Linked DNA regions of Alosa sapidissima: region 1 is linked to region 2. The links are chromatin contacts, called in public Hi-C maps. All regions are on one chromosome and are shown on one strand. The core of a region is the stretch at or near the end of the contact, and the rest is flanking DNA. Distances in the headings are between cores, read along the strand shown. Region 1 holds the start of tgfb2 (transforming growth factor beta-2 proprotein). Region 2 holds the start of LOC121721281.

Evidence for each region. Hi-C and Micro-C count contacts between places; a contact is called where the count stands out from the background.
Region 1: a Hi-C map of muscle shows a contact between it and region 2, with 9 times the contacts expected there. The contact joins the promoter of tgfb2 here to the promoter of LOC121721281 in region 2. A contact is called at or near these places in 2 of 2 Hi-C or Micro-C datasets (both in muscle).

What each region holds. Positions count from the first base shown.
Region 1 is chr10:26,626,204-26,631,933 of fAloSap1.pri, reverse strand. It overlaps tgfb2 (transforming growth factor beta-2 proprotein), which reads left to right and starts at 2,580. Exons shown (of 8, transcript XM_042106960.1): 1 at 2,580-4,077. The coding sequence starts at 3,732.
Region 2 is chr10:26,481,417-26,486,896 of fAloSap1.pri, reverse strand. LOC121721281 reads left to right here and starts at 3,899. Exons shown (of 2, transcript XM_042108083.1): 1 at 3,899-4,049. The coding sequence starts at 4,031.

The DNA.
Region 1 (5,730 bases), core at 1,331-3,830, 150 kb before region 2:
TTCTCAGGCACCGTGCCTGAATTCAGGTGTGGGCTGGGTTATGTAGGATCTGAAAATAGACTATCAGGTCATTATTTATAATGACCTGATAACTTCAGGTACAGAAAGGCTTTGGAAGTATAGTAAGCGATTCTAAGCAATTTCTAACCAATACAATTTGTTACATTCAGCTAATTTCTCCTTGCGGTCCAATCTCTGTACACACTGTAAATAAAGATAAAAAAAAAAGAAAAAACTCTTCGGACACAAACATAGTGGAGTAAACCTGTCCTCCCAAACCAAAACAAAACCCTGTGTGGGGTTTCTTGATGACCACTGAAGAGAGGGGTGAGCTCTATGATGTGTTTTGTTGCATGTTTGGTTCAAATATTAAGTATATTAAGTCCCTTACAGCGCTGTTGTGTTCTGTTTAAGAGGTCCTAAACTACAAATGGATGCTTCTACTGGAACCAAAGCACATATCATAGCCTACTGTGATCATTCTGTCCAAAAAGCCTTGTGATACACTCATCCATCATAGGCACGTTAGCCTCATATTTGACCTGAATGGCCACAGGGAGGTGCTGTTGTCTCATAAAAGAGAGAGAAAAGGGATTTGCCTTAAAGATGCCAGAGGAGCGACAGGATGACATGTGTGTGTCTTGCCTGACCTCTCAGTTGATCACTGTGTGCCTCTCATATACTGAAGTGCTACTCACAGGGGGCAGAGAATAGGCCTGTCTACGCAAGCAAATAACAGTAACTATGCAATTGTACAACTGCCCAATGGAATGATGGGAGCCATGTTTCTTGTGTGGACGCAGGTAAACACAGCGTCTCCAGATTACGAGCTGTGCAGCCCAGATGCTGAATGCCTCCCTGCGGTTGGTCGCCATGGGGACAGCAGCACTCTTCGGGTGACCTTTGTTTCGACGGCCATCTTGGTGTTTGCCGCCGTTTCCTTCCTTGTTTCTTACAGCCGTTTTTACATTTCGTTGCACCTTCCCATCCTTTTCCCAGACCAACCAACCCACACACACACACACACACACACACACACACACACACACACGCAAAGAGTTGAGATATTTGCGAAGCTCCTTATCGCTGTGAGGTGGAACATGGCTGTAACTGGACCGCCAGGCAGCCTCCGCCACGTGAAGTGCCCATCCGTCATTGCAACACTGTGGCCTGTCACTGAGGAATGCCAGCTCTCTCCTGACTCTGTTGACACACGGACGGAGAATGTGTCTTCGCTGTCCACCTCCCCCCACCCCCCCCCCCCCCCACACACACACACACACACACACACACACACACCACCACCACCCTTCTTTAGCTCTATGTCTCACACTTGCTCACTTTCTCAGCAGCCTTCTTCCCACAGTAGAGTCTTGGACCCTCTCCTGTGACGCTGAGGCCAATTACGCCTGGACTGGACAGTGTCTGAAATCGGCCCAGATCCTGGCCAGCTTTGGGCCGTATGTGCCCCAGAACGAGATGTTACTGAAGACAAAGGCTGGGGTCACTGAAGGGGAGACCCAGTAGCACCACCACCACATGTGGTGACACATAATGCATCACTTTAGCCAAAGCTGGGGAGATACCTTTTCCACCCCCCCCCCCCCCCTCCAACACACACACACACACACTCTCTGTCTCACACACACACACACTCGCCCTGTTGTCTTGCATCTGTCTGCGTGGGCACTGATTTAGTGACAACATCTGGTTTACACCAGTGTGCTGGTGGGTCAGCGAGTTTCTGAGAGCCTGTCACTGGTGATAGATTGCTGCTGGTGGTGGGGGTTGAGGATGCATTGGTGGTGTTTGAGAAAAGTAGATGAAAAAAAATCTTTTGGCAAATGATGAGAAAAATTTGGGGATTTTCTCAGGAGTGGTATAGCGTAAATCACACTTGCTTGCACTCTGGGTGACAGGATGGTGGGAGAGGAGAGGAGGACAGAAGAAAAGAGTAGAGGAGAGTGATTACTCCTGGCACTAACACTAACTTTACTGAGGTGGTGGGTGTTTGGAGGGAAATACAACAGAGCCATGACCTGACACCTACTGTACATAGGACCTGAAGCCCCCCCCCCCTCTCCCCGTTTTAATGTAAAGTCTAACTGCCAAAGCTGCTACACCATTCCCTGTTCCATCAGGGGAAATGTGCTACTGCAGAAACCTGTCTTCTTTCCAAGTTCTTCTGAGAAGCCTGGGAGAAAACGGGAGGCTGACCTCTTCTCGCTGCCTGATAAATCTCGCATTCGAATGTATTTCCGTTCCTCAGCATTCCTTTCTACCATACAAAAAATGTTTTAAAGACATTCTCTTTTACTCCGAGCTGATAACAAAGTTAACCAATTGAATAACAAAACTGTGACTGAATGTAGCCTATATTTATAGTTCTCCGTCATGGATTTTAACCCCACGAGTTAAACACGTGTAATACATTTATTGACGTGCGTCAGTAAAGGCTGCTTATGACACACGTTGGACTTGACACAAATTAACAACACGTCACCTATTCGGCTAGCTTTAGGACCCAGTTGCAGAGAATGGAGTTGTTACTCGTTACACTGTCCCGATGGGCACACCGAAATATTTACAATAAATTGCCTTGTAGCTTAAAGTTGAAGGAGTCCCCCGGTATGAAAGTGATGACCACAGCCTCAGTTTGAAACGTGGGGGAGCACGTGGTGAAGCTAGTCCCTTATAAATCTCCCTGCAACCGACCGCCTGTTGATGTTGTGTACTGGCACGCGCTCGCACGGACCACGGAGGGACTGCGACTTTCTCATTTGTTTTCACGTAGAAGGGGATGTAGGAACGCGCTAAAGCTCTTCCGTTGCACTGAAGGGAAAATACAATTTCCCCTGCTCCTTTAGTAGTCATTTTGACATCTATCATCTCGGTCCCTCCACCAGTTGCTACCTTCATACCTAAACGTTTGAGCGCTAACAGTTTTATTAAGTTTTGTACTCGACACCCTCCGTGCGCCAGGACGGGGCAACTTTAAAACAGACTGTAAGCTACGGTGTGTTCTGGGACACGGCGATGCACAGTTCCGCGTGAGGAGCCGTGGGAGTCTATCTGCTGAGGGAAGTGAAAGGCAGGCTTGTGTGGAGTGGAGTGGAGTGCGGAACTGGGCGCAGTTGGACAGCTTTGGGTGCTCTGATGCGGTGGAGGTGTGCGCTAACCCGCAGGCTGCGTGTCTGTGTCCAGCTACTGGAGATTGCGACCTAGTCGGTTGTGGTTTGTTTTGCTTGTGAGTTAGATCGAGTTTGCCGGGGCATTTTATGGTCACAGTTCGGTCTATGCCATAAGCCTGACATTAGAAACTTTTCTGTGACATTAGTGTAAGGTCACTATGAAGTGATCAGGTTTTGTGAAGTGAGGATACGACTTCGGCGTTCAGCTATTCATCTCGTACCTAACGGATTTTACAGATCATTTCACGACTTTGATTTTTGCTGGTTGAATGGATTTTCAGGTATAATTTAAACTATAGAGCTTGAGGTTGATCCATAATATACAAAGTATTAGTGACATTAGCGAAACGAAAAGGGTTTAAATAACTAACAAAGGGAATCACGAGAGAATATATTTTATAGTTTGTTTTTATTTAGTACACGTCGAAATGAGTATATCCTTATATTTAATTTAAGAAGTGTCAGTAGTAACACGTCACCAAAATCAGTTTTTGTAGAATCAAGACGCTGCTGCTTTGTAGACCGTTTGGAGAGTTAAAGATGAACTTCTGCGTCCTGAGTCTCCTTCTGACCCTGGATTTAGCCACTGTTGCCCTCAGCCTGTCCACATGTAGTACGCTGGACATGGACCAGTTCATGAAAAAGCGGATCCAAGCTATTCGAGGGCAGATCCTGAGCAAACTCAAGCTGACTAGCCCGCCGGAGACTTACCCCGAGCCCGAGGAGGTGTCCCGGGACATCATTGCAATCTATAACAGCACCCGGGACCTGCTGAATGAGAAAGCCAACGAGCGGGCAGCGACCTGCGAGCGTCAGCGCAGCGAGGAGGAGTACTACGCAAAGGAGGTGCACAAAATTGATATGCAGCCTTTCTACCCGGCCGAGAGTAAGTATCTGCCTTTTCTTACACCTCGGGCAATTGTGTGGGTTTGGTAAGCCTAGGGACCGTTAAAAACAACAGGTCCACTGTGACCTACACTGAGTAGCCCAACTATCTCTCTGTGTGTATATAAACTTAGCGTCCAACCCAGAAAAATGCCGTTTTCTGCATATACTTTGAAGTCAGCATTAAGAGCCAGGAATTCTGAATGGAAACGGGCCTTGTGAGGGCGTGATACAGGGGGCATATAGGACTCACACGTGCGCTCCGAGGTGGATAAGCGGCAGCCTGGTGCAGCTAGTGCGCTTCGTCACGCGTCATCAAAAACAAAAAACTCCTTATGTGAGGACGCCCTTCTCCTCCCCGCAGGCGCTTCACTTTGTTTATTATAAAAAATATAAGTAGCATGCCAAGGCCTAGGTAACTGTGCATAACTGCAATATAAAGTAAATGTTATGGGGCTGTTATCGAACACAGGCGTGAGGTCAAAATGTATTTCTATTGTTTATGCAGCTCTGTCTTACACATGATTGTCGAGTTGTCACGTTTTTAGAGAGAGATACATAAATACTAGCCTACTGTTTAGGAAATAAACGGACTGAAACGTGGAAACCAAACGCAAAAGGCATATTCGGAAAAACGTTAGTGAGCAATTAATTACTAGGAGCCCATTTCATTTAGTTATTTGGAGTAACTTGAAATAACTAATCAAATTTGTCATCAGTTTGTACAGAGAATTTGTGAGTGTTTTGTTTCGCTAGTGGCAAGCATATAAAGGAATTCAGGACCCGTGTGTAGGGTTTTAGGATATTATTTATTGTGAGGATCACAGCGCTGGAAGGACAACTTGTTTTAGGGCGCAGGGACGTGGAGAGGAACGGGATGACTTGTCTCGGAGAAAGACTGCTGTAACACATAGTTGGCTGCTGCCGTTTGGAACGCTTTGGCTCAAAATAAGACCAATTAACTCGCCATTTGTTTTATGAATTGAACTGCCTGACGGAATAATAAAGCGCCCCTTAAACATTAGCGAAATATTTACTTTTAGCGCTCTTCCAACTCTCCATCGTTTCAAAGCGTAGACTAAGCCACTGTGTATCCACACGCTAGTTAATGTTTTCGAAGTCAGCCCGTGTAAGCAAAATAATAATATTAAATGTTGTTATTGTGCCATTAATTCTGAAATTACTTTCCCCTCCCAGATCAAGTGTGAGTATACGCCATGGAGGAAAAATAAATTAGAATATATTTTATATGCCCCAAGGTATATTGTGCATTAAATATTATGCTTGGCCCTGCCCCTTGTGTAAATACCCTAAATATGAATAGAGTCGGCCAAGGGCCAAGACTAGTCAGGAAGGCATTTACGGGTATAAATAATCCTGTGTCAACACTGAGAGAAAAGGGCCAGATTATTTTTGAATTCGTCCTTATTAATCTTTGGTCCTGACTCTGGCCTGCAGCTCAGGGTCTGGGAGAGGAGTCTGACTGGGAAAGGCCTTGATAGCACACAGACAGAGAATGACCAGTGAACCCGGCAGTCACAGACTATGGCAACATTGATAGCACACAGACAGAGAATGACCAGTGAACCCGGCAGTCACAGACTATGGCAACATTGTTGCTTTTGCCCTTTTTTTGGGCCATTTATTTTTCTTA
Region 2 (5,480 bases), core at 2,650-5,149:
CTTTCAACGCGGCCCACGTGTTTCTCTGCTCCAGCGCCAGCCTCGTAAACCTGACCTGCTATCCCAGGGAAGTACTGCCAAATTGCAGAGGTAAGTACTTAGCAACAAAGATCTCTCAACAGCCTCATTACTCCAGTGGACAGCACTCCAGATCGCGGCTACACTGTATCTTATGTTACACTAACCGAGATTACGCTCCGTTTCCTCTGTGCTAATGAGCTGACTATTAATGGCTCATAAACCGGCCAATCACCCGGACATGAGTGGCAAATCCGGCCAATGGGATGCAGCCTGGGGTCAATGGGCACTTTTAGGGTAGCATAGCAACCAACATAAGTGCCTCTCAGATAGCAGCGACTGGAGGGAATCCAAAGACAGAAGAATTACACTAGACGTCAGAACAAGTGGCCAAAGCAACACCTCTCTCTCTGGCTGGTCGTATGTATATTTTAAAGGGTCGAGCACAGAGGAAGATGACATTTAAACCACTCGCTCTTAAGCCATTTAGGCCTCAATAAAAACGGCTTAATTACATGAGATAATCAGCGATTTACTTCACTGCTACGATGAATGCCGTTGGCCTTCTACTCTATCGGACTCCTTAACGATTCCCATAGCTGGTCTTGAAACGTTAAGGATGGGCCTTTGTGGTGCCATGGAGACCCGCCAGGCTTGTCCTCCGGGTTGGCCGATCAGCTATATCATTTTTACAACCCTTCACAATACATCAGGAACCAGCAATGTAGCAGTCCGCGAAGCCAGCTCAGCCCAGCGCCGCTACGCTCCACCCAGCTCGCAGGGAAAGGACTGTTTCTCCGCTTTGACAAAGAGGATTGGAAGCAGATTCTCCGCAGATGTTGACCGTTCAGCGCCTGACACACAGAGGCTGGGGGCTCGGGGATGACTAACGGTTACAGTAGGCATTTGCCACTGTTTCCACAACACTGGGCTCCAGTGCTGCTGCTGTTGTTGTGGAGGATGCATTGGCAGAGTCTGGAAAACATTTCCACACAAATGCTGTGGTTTGCTGAGAGCTGTTTGGTGAAAATCGGATTTCTCCGCTGTCCTGCTGCGCTACCCCAAACTGGCTGATTGGCTACGAGTGTGTACACATACAGCACACACACACACACACATACAGCACACACACACACACACTCCTTGCGCTTATCTTTTCACTCCTGGCTGGTGGTGTGTTCTGGGCTGACCAGTGACAACAGTTGAAAGCAGATGGTGCAAGCACTACAACTACTACTACTACTACTACTACTACACGCGCGCGCGCACACACACACACACACACACACACACACACACACACGCACACGCACACACCATGATTAGGCCTGGTCCAAACTGTTAAAAAGAGGATCTTTCAATCTCTCTTCTTTTTCTTTGTGTCCCTCATAGACTGGACTGCTATGTCTCCTGTGTCCCTCATAGACTGGACTGCTATGCCTCCTGTTTCCCTCATAGACTGGACTGCTATGCCTCCTGTTTCCCTCATAGACTGGACTGCTATGTCTCCTGTGTCCTTCATAGACTGGACTGCTATGCCTCCTGTGTCCTTCATAGACTGGACTGCTCTCTGTACCCTGCATTTATAGATTAGTCTTGCATCCAGCTGGATGGGTGATTCCAGGAAGCAGGACGACAGAGTTGACCAAAGCTGGAACTGACTGTACTGTATGTTAATATACAGTAAGTACTGGGCTGCACCAGGTGAACATAACAGGAGCTCCCTCACACTCACTCCTAAGATACACATGTCATTGAGAGGCTGAGAGTTTCAAGTGACCCACCACTCTTGTCTGAAAAACAGCTAAACATTCTGATAAACATGCTTTCTAAACTATGTCTTAATGGCTAAACCTGAATTCATTGTCTAATCAGCTATGGTTTAGACACCAGAGTTTGATTTTTCAAAAGATGTCATCTGATAAGAATGCTGTGGCTCCTTCCAAATGAAACCGGGCTGTTTGGATGGCTGTGTCAACTGTTTGGAGAGCCTGAATCTCTTATTGGATCAGTTAGAAGAATTTGATCAATATCAGTTGGGGGAAAACTGTAAACAAAAAGACCACATTACAAACCTAAAATTAAAGTAAATCTTCAGATTGCTTCAAGTCTAATGGTTCATGTCTGATTCAGATAGTGGAAATTAAAAAGATATCCACACACAGACATGTTCCCAAAGACTTATCAAAATGTGCCACAGGGCTGTAGCCCCATGAAGGTCTTCACTGGACTGGTTTCACAAGGTCAAAACCTCTGTTTTGCATGTGTCTATACAACTGCAGGTGTGTGATGGCTATGTCACAGTGTGTGTGTGTGTGTGTGTGTGTGTGTGTGCGTGTGTGTGTGCATGAGTGATAAAGCTGAGAGTAAGGTGTGTGTACGTTTCCCTCCCACTGAAGTGCCTCACAAAAACTGGCCATTTCACCCTCCGCTGAACTGCAGAGGTCTCAGAGGAATGACTACAATGAGTTCAACACCTATACAAACTGGAAATTACCAGTATATACTGAAGGGGAGTTGGCGTTTTGCTCTCTTAGGTTAGAGGGATTAGAAGGGTACGAAGGGTACTTCCTGTTTTTCTACCACATGTTCTGTTCTAGTATTTCTGATTGCAGGCCATGCAACCAAAGTACTTTGTGCCAACAGAGCTACACTCCAGGCACAAGTTCATGAGCCCCTATGTTCATGCCCCCCAAAGCGTAGCACTGTAGCTGCCTAGCAGCTCTAGCTGTTGGCTGCAGCAACTCGAGCTAGGTAGAACCAATTGTTTCTGTTTTTTGTACCGACAGTACTCGGTGACCTTGAGAAACAGAGATCTACGCGAAAAAAAATGCCGGAATTCTCCTTGAAGTACCCCAGCGCTAGTTGGTTCAGGTTTGTGTAGACTACTTTCCAGAACAAAAGCGTGAACACTATACCATTGGTAGTCAAATGAGCCTAAGAGGTATATGTTCCACAAACAGCATGCCATCATTGATCTCTGATCATTTAATTGTTTACAGTTTTATTCTATACTGCATTACAACCTTATATTTTATGTGCACAACTTTTCTTTTATGACAGCAGAAGGAAGTAATGATTTGTGACGAATTTCTGAATGATTTCTGATCGAACCTGGTGCAGATCTGATGAAGCTCTTTATGAGTCATGTCCTGGAGCAACAGGAGGAGTGAGTCTGCAGTGTAGAGATGTGGGCTCCGGCGCCACATGACATGACAGCCTCGCCTCAGCCACAGGTCTCCCCTCAAGGCTCTGTGTGTGTGCATTGTGGTTTGACCAGTTATGATACAAATCTCCAACTCTCTAAGTAAAACATCAAGTCCAGTATTGATTTAAATGTGGTGCATGCATGTGAGCTAAGCAGGTTATAAATTAACATGTAGAATGGATGAGATTAATAATTTTGAGGTTAATAGTGATTAGTTTTAGCCTGACTGAGGCCATTTTATCCTGATTGAGGCAATGAGAGTTTGGCTACCTTATGTTCTATAGGAATAGGCTAATGGGATAATGATTTTTTAATGACATTTGTTCAGCCTCTAGATGTTTCAGCAGGTCTGGTGGCAAGTGGAAAGACTGAAAGGGAAATTAATTGCCTTTAATATGAAAGAATAACCAAATATGTGTAGGCTGAAGAAAAAGTAGTATTTTTGTAAAACGTTAAAACTTAATTTATATTCCTTACGTGAATCCTTGGATGTGTGCAGAGATCTCTCCCAGGATGTGTGCAGAGAGATCACACTAGTAAACGGATAGCCTAAACAGGGTGTGTGACGTCGAGTGCTCTCTCTGATCAGAGTCAGACACGATCGGAGTGATACTGGCGGAAGTTTCAGCTCTGGTAAGAGGTGTGTCCCAGCAGCTCATGTTTTAGCCTACGAGTGCAGTAGGTTAGGGCGAGATTCACCTGCCTCTCGGTGCCATCTCAGCAACAGTCTCAGCTGCAGGCGGAGCGCTCGAGGAGAGCGAACCTCACACTCGAACAAGGTGCGAGGTGCTTGGGATCGTTACCATGGCTTCGCCACCAAACAGTAAGAATAGAAAACAAAACGCGCCTTACATTTGCCGGCTGTAGCCAGCTAGTTAGTGCCAGTGTGTGACACATTAATAATCGCTACTTTGTTTTCCTTTTTTTCTGTACTGATTTGCTGTTGTGTTGCTTTGTCCTTTGTGGTCGCCTATTATAGGCTACATTAAACTTAGATAATACTGCAGGCCTATAGCTGTTTTGAAAATATGGCAGTAGGCTTAGGCTACTAGAACAGCCTATTCTGTTATTTGCTGAATTTTGTATTTTCCAAGCCCTTCTACTGCAGTTCACGTGAGTGAGAAAGTGCAACTGATCTATATCATTTCACCACTGAAACTTGTCCAACTGGATAAGCACGTTTTGGTTCACCAGCTAGAAGTTTACGTAAATAAAGGAAACTTTTCCCACACAATTTATTTTTGTGACATTACACTTTTAGTAGCAATGCGACTACAATAATCATTAAGCCTGAATAATAAAGCACGAATTTCTGCAGTAGCCTAAGCATAGACCTATTTACAGATATAATTATGAATTCACTCACTGTTTACTGACTTCAGAAAATAAATGAGTACACTAATGTGTTATTCGCTGAAAGATCACAGAAGGAAACAATGCTTCTCACATATCCAATAGAATGATTCTTCACAGGGTCTATCATACCAACTGTCCGGATGCGCATAAAACCTGTAGATCACAACACACAGTTCATCTTCATAAGTTGGCTGATAAACTCCCCAATAGACAGGGTAGGCTGTTATAGGTTTACCATCCACCCAATGAAAGACCCTATCAGCCTCCTGGTCAGACAGACCAATCCATGGAGGCTGTGCAGGAACCTCTGTTCGTCTTCGCTGTTGATGACCACCAGGTCACAGCCTCTGTCCTTACAGTCCTGTCTACTCTCAGTCCAGGACTTCTGCTCTGTAGACACGTAGTAGGTTCTGGTCTTGAAGCCGACCTATCCTTCACATGAACCCTCCATCCGACAAAGCTTTGTCTCAAGCTCCTGCTTGTCCTTAAGTAGCTGGTCTCTCTCTTTGACGCAGCTATTCCCGTTTGCCTTTAGCTGCTCTATCTCAGCAGCCTTCATGTTGGTCAGATTGTTTAATTCTGCCTTCAGCTGGTCAATTTGAGCAGATATCATGTTGGTCAGGTTGCTGATGTGTGCCTTTAAATTGTCCTCCTTGGTGGAGCTCATGTAATGTAGGAAGTAATCGTAGGAAGATACTCATGCACATGACCGTGAAGCCCACAGCAAGAAGCAGGTCCACGTCCCGTGACGGCCTTGTTGCTGCCTATCTCCTCTTGGTGTTTGGCCCTGGACACAGAGTGGGTCAACATTTATGTATGTGTCCTCTGCCATCTTCAGATACACCACTTTTCAGGTACACCACTCTGTTGTTTTTCCGGCTTCACTGTGGAAAGCAAC